2 separate regions of the Gasterosteus aculeatus genome follow, and region 2 is linked to region 1. Evidence: chromatin contacts called from public Hi-C data. All regions are on one chromosome and are shown on one strand. The core of a region is the stretch at or near the end of the contact, and the rest is flanking DNA. Distances in the headings are between cores, read along the strand shown. Region 1 overlaps irx5a (iroquois homeobox 5a). Region 2 holds the start of aktip (akt interacting protein).

Region 1 (5,461 bases), core at 1,968-4,467:
TTAACCTTAAACTTAAACTGCTGGACTAAAGCCAGTGTAATCTTATACGTGTGTGTAAGTGTGTCTACGAGTGTGTGCGTGCGTGCGTGTGTGCTCCCCTGTGTGTCCGAGTGCGCACATGCTCATGCGCGCGCGCGCGTGTGTGTGTGTGTGTGTGTCCATGTTTGTGTTTCCTTTTAACTATTGTTTAAGCATTCCAGAAAATGTGGGCAACATTTTTTTGCTCAATTGTATTTTCCTTTATCAGGGCTCTCCCTATGACCACACCACGGGCATGGCGGGCTCAATCGGATACCATCCTTACGCAGCACCCTTGGGCTCCTACCCTTACGGTGACCCGGCGTATCGTAAAAACGCAACGCGGGACGCCACCGCCACCCTGAAGGCCTGGCTCGGCGAGCACCGCAAGAACCCCTACCCGACCAAGGGCGAGAAGATCATGCTGGCCATCATCACCAAGATGACCCTCACCCAGGTGTCCACCTGGTTCGCCAACGCCAGGCGGAGGCTAAAGAAGGAGAACAAGATGACCTGGACCCCCCGGAACCGAAGCGAGGACGAGGAGGAAGACGAGAATATCGATTTGGAGAAAAACGATGACGACGAGCCAAACAAGCCCACGGACAAGGGAGACTCCACGGACACAGAAGCAGGTTGGTGGTGCAGAGGAGAAGAAGAAAAAAAAAGGCTAAAGAAAAGAGGGGGAAAAAAATCATCAATTTTTCATCACAGTCGTTTCCACTCAGGGTGCAAAATTGATTGCTGGTTAATGGTGGTATATTATTTATAATGGGACAATTGCTTTAAATAATAATCACCTTGAACTCCCCTCGTTTGACTTCTCGGGGGCTGAAATTGCTGGTGACGCAAAGTGTTTAGCAGTCAATTTATCTTTAACTGCATAATAAGGATACAGCTGGTGTATTGCGCTGGGTATTCGGCAAAAATGTTGCCATTGTACCCTCATTATATTCCAGCTTTGAGCGTTTGGCGAATGCTTATTACCATTACGACCGACGCGATAATCTTCACTAGCAAAAATATATATTTGTAAATCAAAATAGTCTTCTTACTTTATGCTCACACGTCTATCAATTTCTATCACATTGTTCGGGTTCGCGGAATACTGCTGTACTCTTTCAATTCACTCGCCTTATTTTTTTTTTATATCACAAGTTTAAAAAAAAGGGCAATTTATGGGATATGTTCGAAATGTTTTAAAGGGAATTATGCATAATTGTGTCCATGCACCCGATTCCATTTCGCAATGCTGCTCACTTGCCTCGCGATTGCCCCCCCCCCCCCCCCAAAAAACCATATGTTACAGCTATATTAACATTTTAATGTCACGCTTATTTGGCAATAACTCCATTCTTCATTTTGTCCTTTTAGATCATAAACTGCTGAACCCAGGGGACACGGGCTGTGACAGATTTAAAGAGGAGACCCATGGCAAAGACACGGATCCCCTTCTGAGCGACTCGGAGTTAAAAGACCCGGAGGAGCGGACTACAGAGTTGCTGCCGGATTCCGCGAAACCGACCACGTCGTCTCCCTCGGCGCTGCCCCGAGGGAACCAGGCCGCCGCCGCGCAGCAAGACAAGCCGTCAGATTTGAGCCTGGCGACGGGCTCGGTGACCAGCAACGCGACCTCTGTTATCCACTCGCCCCCCTCGGCCCCGAAACCAAAACTCTGGTCCCTGGCGGAGATCGCCACCTCCACAGACAGGTGTAAGGGCAGCGGCGAGGGCCCACAGGCTGGCCCCGGTTTGGGTCAGATCGCGGCGATGGGCACCAACGCGTCTCCATCGCGGTCCTCCCCTCAGTGCCCGCTCCCCAACAGCACGGTGCTATCCAGGCCTCTGTACTACACCTCCCCTTTCTACCCGGGCTACACGAACTATGGGGGCAGTTTTGGACATCTTCACGGTAACCATGGCTCGGTAACCACGGGCTCCACGGCACATTTCAATGGATTAAACCAGACTGTGTTGAATAGAGCAGAGGCTTTGGTAAGAGAGAGCCAGAAAGTCAGAAGCCAAACGCAGGTAGATCTTTGTAAAGACTCCCCTTATGAACTAAAGAAAGGTATGTCAAACATTTAATACCTGCTTATTTTACACTCACTGCGGACTTTTATTTATTTTTTTGTGGTTGCATTAAAAAAAAAAAAGAAAAGAAAAAAAGAATTATGATGAAGCAAATTCTGACAGCAGATATTTTCAGAGTAAATGCTTATCTTCAAATTTTTAGTTTCTGAATGGTTAATTATAAAGTGTAAAGAGAATGGTCTTAATTGCTGCAGCCACCTGAGTCTGTTTGTATTATAGACTAACGTGTATATTTAATGTAGCATTTTTGTATTTAAAATGGACAACACACTATCTTTGAAGTAAATTATGGAGAAAAAAAAAATGCCTGTGCAGCGATTATTTTTGGTGAGCCATTGGCTTCGCCTGATATGTGTCAAAAGTACTTCGAGGCCAATTTATCTACACAATATGAATTGAATTTTGTACGGTGACAGATTTTTCTATGGTAGTTGCCATTCCAAAAAAAAAAAAAAGCTTTTGGGAGTGAGAGCTCTGACAAACGACAGAGGAAGGGCCTACTACATTCAGCATATGGATGTTGGAAACTCTAAACAATAAAAGAGTTCATCTTCCGTTTTTGCTGCAAATATATCGTTTATTTTATTATTTTTTGTGACTGAAGAATGTTGGAATCGACACTCAATATCGGTCCGGGAAATATCACCATTTTATTTTCTCTTTGAATACAACGTGGGCCCTTTTTTTTCTTCCTTGAGCATCTTTGTGAACGTGGATATTGATATCACAACAACACCGAGGCGCAGTCGTTTAACCCAATTACCTATCGTGCTTTATGCGGAGCAATCAGGTGGTGAACTCCGGTAATGAGCTCGATTTTATGCCAAATTTAGAGCTCATTACTATTTTCCAAGGCGTGGCAAAGCTGTTAAAAAGGGACGCGACCATGCATTTAGAACATACTGGCCTATTATATACCATTAATGAAGAGTATCCTGTAATGGCGCGTTGGATGTGAAACACTGATGTCTGGAGAAAAAGGGGAGAACGCTGTGACGCACATGCACATGCACATGCAGAGACACGCGGAATGTTTTACACCGTGCAGCCGGTAGCCCGGCGCTGTCCGCTAACTCTTCCAACTTCCGCAGGTAGGTGTCACACTTGCTCCTAATTTCAGGGGGACTCTTTTGTTAATCCGTCACGGAAACCCATCCCTGATCAAATGGCCTGGTTAAAAGGAAGTGGAGCCAATGGGGCACACACACACACAATGATCACAGTTATTATGAGGATTATAGCAACTATGACAAATGGATAAAAAAAAAAGAGCCACAAATTACATACTTGACGGACATGCAGAGCAAAAAAACATAATTGAAAAAAGCGAGGTGCTTTTGAATTTTACATTTTGTTTTGTTGCTGATGATTTATTAATGTTAGAGTAATACATTCAACCAACTAAAAGTACAATATAACAAAATCTAGTATTATACTGATGATCACTATTGCTAATAGCAAAAATATATAATATAATTTATAGGCCCATTAATGTTTTTATTTGAACTACCCGCCTTGAATATTAGTTTATGCAGTGGTTATTTGGTGGATATTACATTGCAGTTTAAATGGTACATTACTATAATACCAATTATTATGAATAATAATAATAATTATTATTAGTATTAATGCTGTTATTGTTGACCTCCACTGAAGTGGGACAGCATGATCTTGTTTATGGCTGCCATTAATCTCTATAGTTTACTTTCCCCTTCTCCAATTGGAAATCTCCCCTGAGGTTTCTATAATTCCCTTAGCCTTAATGTCCTCTACTCGGGCCCTCTATTTTAATCTGACAGAGTGTGCTGGAGCAGTGATTGCGACACATCAACCGGCTAAATAGCATAATTATGTTTTTTCTTTGCCGATCCCCGGAGGTTTGAACTGTTCGATGCGATGTCCCCTCGGAGAGTATTAAGACTTTTATTAGTTATCGCGTCGATTTCTCGGAATTGATTGAAGAAGTCATGTTTCACAGGGACAATATACACACTGTTTGTGTGGTGTAAATCCTCTGTGTGGGACTATAGGTAAACACTGTGACAATTTGTTTTACGTGTGAGTGTATGTGTGTGTTTGGGGGAGGAGGGGTTACAACAAACTAAACGCGGCAGAGCTATTCAGATTAACTTAACCTAACTTGTTTGTCGTTCCTCTCAGAGGTGAAACAACCTAAACAAAATAAAACGATCTTTAATATAACTTTTTTTTGCTACGGATACCATTTTCTTTTACATATTTTAGGTTATAATGTGGATTTTCTTCTCCCAATTATTTCAAAATTGACTCCCTCCAAAAAAGAAATGTTTAAATCACCCAGTGGGAGAAGATGCATCACACATGCTCCTTGAGTCGGGGTTACTTATGCAATTGATTAACTTACGTACTACTAATAATAATAATTAATATTGGTCATATTATTATTATTATCGTTAGTATTGTTATTATGCAATTAATAAAACAAATGTTTATAGCCTATATCGACAGTTTATCTGATGTCCCTGTGTTTCAGCTCAACATGGCGACTATTTAGCACATCGCAACGTGTGCAAAAAAAGAAAAATATCTCGCTAATTAAAATATTGGATATATATTTGATCGTTGATTATACTTGTTCTATTTCTGGGCGTGATGAAAGCCAGTCAATTAACCCCGTGATTACTTGGAGGAGCGGAGCGGGAGGATGTGCAACCCTTCATCAGAGGCATATAGCCTGCAGGGGAGATGCTCCCTGCAACTTAATACAACTTGCTCCCTGGCTTCCCCTTGGCTTGAATGGCGTGTCGGTTCATTGTTGGGATTGCTACAATGTGAGCATACTAAGTAGGGGTGAAACCGTTCCCACGTGTGGAAAAGGGGGAAATAATCCGACAGGAGAAGAAGCAGGAAAGAAAAGAGGAGGATAAGGTCTGTACCCTTCACTCCGACTTTGTTACTGTTGAGGTCTCAGACGATCCGGGGTGTTTTGGAAAAAAATGCTTCTTGTTACTGTCGTCATATCAATTAAAGATCCCCCCCTCCCCCTCTCCAAAAATAAAGGCCACGGGATAGGCTACATTAATTCTAAAGGCCGCAACTTAAGATGTATTTACATTAGCTGAATCAACTATGAGGGTGAATACTGCTGCTTTGACCTGAACGACTACAATGTACATTTTTTGCCAATCGAAAAATGCATCATAAGTCATTTATTTGCATATAGCAAACACAAAAACTATCTTCTTTGTCAGAACAGCAACAGCAAACGCTTCTCTTTCGTTACGGCAGTGCCTGTGTCACCAAGGGGAGTTTCATTAGTGACTGGAAATAGTGCCAATAGGCTGAATAACGAAAGAATACTGCAGTTGCTT
Region 2 (4,731 bases), core at 1,121-3,620, 390 kb before region 1:
GAGCCAGGGTTCGGACCGCCAACCTTCCCTTCCCAGCGCACCCTCTCTACTCCACGCGCCACCGTCGACCCAGTTGATCAGTTTACAATGTGGCGTGTCCAACATCTCAGGTTACACTGCCAAAGTTGCGTTTAACTTTTACCGGTCACAATGATGCAGCCAGCGTACAGTGTCACTATTCACAGAGCAAAAAGCATCAGGAAGCCACAACAAATGCTGATGATTACAACCAGTATGCTAGGAATGTTTACAGTGGATAATTGCCATGATGCAACGTATTTAGCGTCTACATTCATTGAAGTCGGACTTGAATACCTAATGTTTGAAATGTTTCTTTGAGGCTGGAAAAGAAGAACTCCTGCTGCACTCATGCTCAGGCTGGACCTCCTACATTCTTCGCTTACATAAGCATGCTGAAATGTACCTCCCCTTCACTTTGTGGGAATTCAGTTGGGCACTACCTCGCTGTACTAAAATCGCCAGAAGTAAGGCTTGCTGGTAAAGCTATACACTGCTCAAAACAAACCGTTAACTACAGAAAGTAAACTGAAAAGGAACTATCTTTCTTAAATATCAGATGACTGATGTCTGAACACAGTTGAGGGTGCAGAGTACCAACACATCATCTTTATAAGTGCTGAGAGCTGTTGACACTGATGCATGTAGGGAACTCTGCTCAGTGGCAGAGCAAGGTCAACGGATTGGGGATTCGATTTCCCGCTGGTCCATGTCAACGTGTCCTTGGGGGCATTTAAAACCCAGAGTTGCTCTGGCAAACTGTGCCAGTGTAGAAATGGATGTTAATGGTTAGTAAGATACCTGATGCGCAGGCACCACCTCGTCATAAGATGACATGATGCGGGGAAAGAGCTTTGAGCACAAGGAAAGTGTCGTACAAGTGCAGCCCATTTACCATATAGTGTTAATTACTTGGGAGAAAAAGTCAGGTACCGTTTAATCTCCAAGTTGATCACAGATGTATGAAATTTATTGATGATGCAAAAGGAACTTTGAAGGATCTTCTGAAAACTTTAGCAAGCGTATGATCCATAAAGATAAATCCATATTAAATTGTTTAAGAATGGTGCACCCTTGCAAAACTACCATGTCAAGCTCATCATATGAACACTAAACAATATTATAGTACAATGTTTTGAACTTTACCTTACGACTTGAATTGGAAGACATGCTCCAGAAGGGGTTTAAGTTCATTACTCATCCAGAGGTTCAGAATGGTGTCCCTCTTTCTATGTAGATCCCACGACAAGAGCTGTACTGGCCATCCAAAACTGTAATGACAAAAGAAAGAAAAGACGCTTGACACAAGTGACTGTAGCTTCCGTTCAAAAGAACACAGGTCAAGTATTCAAGTATACAGTCAAGTATTTCATACGGATCTCGTGTCATCTAGCAGGTTAACACTATGGCAATACTTCATTGCAATTTCATAGTCGTTATCAATCTGTCTTATCAATAAGTGCAGATGGAAAAACAAAATGAGAAACGTTGACAATCGCTATAATGACAGGGGATGTGAGGGATTGTTTGGGATAGCTTAGCTCTGTGCTAACTTACGTTAGCTGTTTTCATGAAGGAAGCGAAGAGTTTGATTGCCATCGACGTTTGGAAAGTCAGTTGTGTAGCAAGTTGATCGCTGTAGTTTGTCGTCGGGTGGCAACACCAGAGAACAGTGTTTGAATTTCAATAAAATCTGCTATTAATATCGTGGCATTCCTGACAGGATATCGAGTTTTGTACCATTCGTCATAACGGTGCTAACGTTGCGTTAGCAAACAGTATAGACTTAACAGAACGTTAGCTTGCAGCTTAAACTCTAACCACATTCTCCCTCAAAGCCTAAAAGCAGGATGTGCACACACAGACGTTGTCACACCTGTTTTCCTTAACTAAGGTTAACAATGTATTAGTTATAGCATTAGCTTGCAATGCTACTTTTAGCGTTGCCAACACATTGTCTAACGTTATACCTTTAAGTTAAACTGTTGCGAAAGAAAAAACTATGCGATGAAACTCACCGTATTTGTCAGAGAGCTTTACAATGAGCTTTTAAGAGCGATATTAACGTGTGTCCTAGCGTATGTATCGCTGAACTGCTCAGCTGTTCGTCAGTCCTTTAAGTGTCATACCGGCTAACTAGCTAACATTGGCTAGCTAAATAATTTGACAGACAGAGAAACCAGAGTTCAATCTAACAACTGAGGGGGCGTTTCGGCGTATGGCTTCGGATTTGTATTGGTCTACAGGATAAACTTCTCACATTTCATTTGCTGGTTTCCTCGTCACGTGAGTAGGGAAAGTAGTTCGTGGAACAATGGCTTGCTGTCAATCAAACCGTGAGTACAGTTGCTGTGTTTTTCTTTTGTGGAACAAGAAAGAAAGGAAGATACGGTGATTTATTGCACAATGAAAAGGCGTTTTTAACAGAAGACATTTTTCTTATCTGACAAACCACAGGATAACCTAATTCGAGGGACTTTTAATTTAGCTATATTAAATTAAATGGAATAGTTGTAGATGATTGCTCGGGATGTCTTATATAATAATGAATATAATGTCTACTAGCGGTATCTGCACTGCTGCTCGTTGACTAGGTTAATCAAGTTGCAATGAAAAAAGTGTTATTGTTGTATTGTTATTGAAGTCTGTCGTGTCCGTTAATAGTTAATTCATTTCCCCAAAATGGTATTGACCCATTTTCTTTGCGAAAATCAACATGGCTGTTTACTCCAGGGTGGTTCATTTTAGAAATATTTCATATTTTGCTAAATTAATTGGCTAAATTCGAGGTTGAATAAACATTGTTAATAGAGCTACTGTTAAATATTTGAATGTAACGTTAGAGTCCAAAATAATACATCTATTTTCTGCTTATCCTCTTCAGGTGCCATTATTAAATGTTATTGGAGTTTTTTAACACTGAATATCAAGTGCATTTTTCTTTTTTCATAACACTTTTCCTCCGGATCATAATATCAATGTTTTTTTTTTGTGTGTCTTTTTAAACGACATTATCTGTTCAGTGTCCCCTAGAAAAAACGCTGCAGGCCCTCTGATGAATAATAAAATAATAAACACTTTTCTATTGCCTTAATTTCAATGTTTCAGTGCACCTCACAGCCATAGTCCCTTGAGGATAAGACTCAAGCCATCTGCGTCACATATTTCTTTAGTATCGACCATGCTTCATTGGCAGTTCATTCTGCTGATTGATTGATTTCCTAACAATTACCCCTAATTATTTTTCTGGGTAAGAAAAAAAAAACTAATTTAATGCATGGGTGATTACATTAATTGGGAGAAATGACATTGTCCAAGTTTCAGAGTAAATACAAATTATTGACTCCATTATTGTTATCTGATTGTGTATTGTTCCAAGTACACTTCACTGACAAAGGTAATTAGTGTCCTGCTGCTTCATTGGGGCAGCCGGCAACGCAAGGTCACCATCACTCTTTTGACATGTACAAATCAAAGATCACCTCAAAACAAATAAGTTTATGCCTGGTTTGCCTCCATCGACATTGAGATAAACTGTCTGACACAAACAAGGGGGCAAATATTCACACCATTGGTTTTGTAATGAGTTTTTTTGTCTTTGCCATTGATTCTTTATCTAATCAACTATTGTGACCTTGTTTGGTCAAACAAATACTCTAATGAATGTAATTAAAATGGGGAGATTGGATTAACTAATTGAATATGTGACCGTTATGAAACCCGTTGGAGCTGTGTTTCCTTAATACTGGAAATATTTCAGCATCTGCTATTTGGTGGGAGGTCAATTATTATACCCTTCTCGGGCATTAAGCTTTATTTTGATTAGAATATATATATAAAGCAGTAAAGGCTATATACAAAATATCAAGTTGACAGGGGCCACGGTGATGATGAGCTACAGTACTGCATGTGAATAGTATCATATCAGCATCAGATCCCTTTTTATATTTGCAATGTAGATCAATGATGTAATGGTATATTTTATTATCTGATTTTTCCTGTCTGAAAGATTTATATATATTGTTTTTTTTCCATCTGCGTGCCGTCAGCTGAAATTCAAATTTAACATGAAATATGTTCCCTGCTGTAGGTCCATTTCTTCAGAGACTTTTAGGCCGATGGACTCAAGTCTACAATTGCGTTTAAATGACAGTTAAAAATTACAATTGGCAGTCCCTGGTGAAGCCTGTCTTCACAGCATAGACATAAAAAAGTGAGAAAAGATGATTCCACATCCAGATAATATGTAATAACAATGTTAGTTTGAATAAAGAAAGCCAAATCTAGATTCAAATGTAATATTCATTTTAGAAATATGAACAACTGGGGAGTAAAGAATACAAAAGAAAAAACATCAGCCAAATCCTTCATATAGCAATAGTCTTTCCTTGTCCCCGAGGCTATGGCCTGCTAAAACCTCAATGCAGCAATTATTTGCTGTAATGACTGCAGTTCAAATAAGCCTGGAGATTTTATTAAACCAAATGAGAGAATCATCGGTGTATTATCACCTTGTGATTGACAGTGACAAGTGTTTGGGAAGCTCGGATATGAGCATGATGAAGAAGCTCTTGGCAAAGCTCTCAATAATGTTACCCCTGATAAAGTTTCCTGGAAAACCTCAGCCAACAAATGGAGGACGAAAGCTCCACGCATATTAATTCCAATTGTCAAATCCCTCCACTGGGGGAGAGGGGCAATCTGGCGGGGCCG

The links. A called contact is a pair of places that touch in the nucleus more often than the background predicts.
Region 2: a contact with region 1 is called in a Hi-C map of whole body, with 3 times the contacts expected there. The contact joins the promoter of aktip here to the enhancer-like site in region 1. A contact is called at or near these places in 2 of 6 Hi-C or Micro-C datasets (skeletal muscle and whole body).

The regions. Positions count from the first base shown.
Region 1 is chr12:18,606,782-18,612,242 of fGasAcu3.hap1.1, reverse strand. It overlaps irx5a (iroquois homeobox 5a), which reads left to right. Exons shown (of 3, transcript XM_040167696.2): 2 at 248-653; 3 at 1,393-2,415. The coding sequence ends at 2,105. Among protein-coding and RNA genes, the nearest start is that of irx5a, 7.7 kb to the left of the region's middle. Within about 2 kb of position 3,217, at least 7 of the 9 cell types and tissues checked have open chromatin away from gene starts, as enhancers often do.
Region 2 is chr12:18,997,566-19,002,296 of fGasAcu3.hap1.1, reverse strand. aktip (akt interacting protein) reads right to left here and starts at 2,370. Exons shown (of 11, transcript XM_040165052.2): 1 at 2,037-2,370; 2 at 1,576-1,654; 3 at 1,165-1,289. The coding sequence starts at 1,212.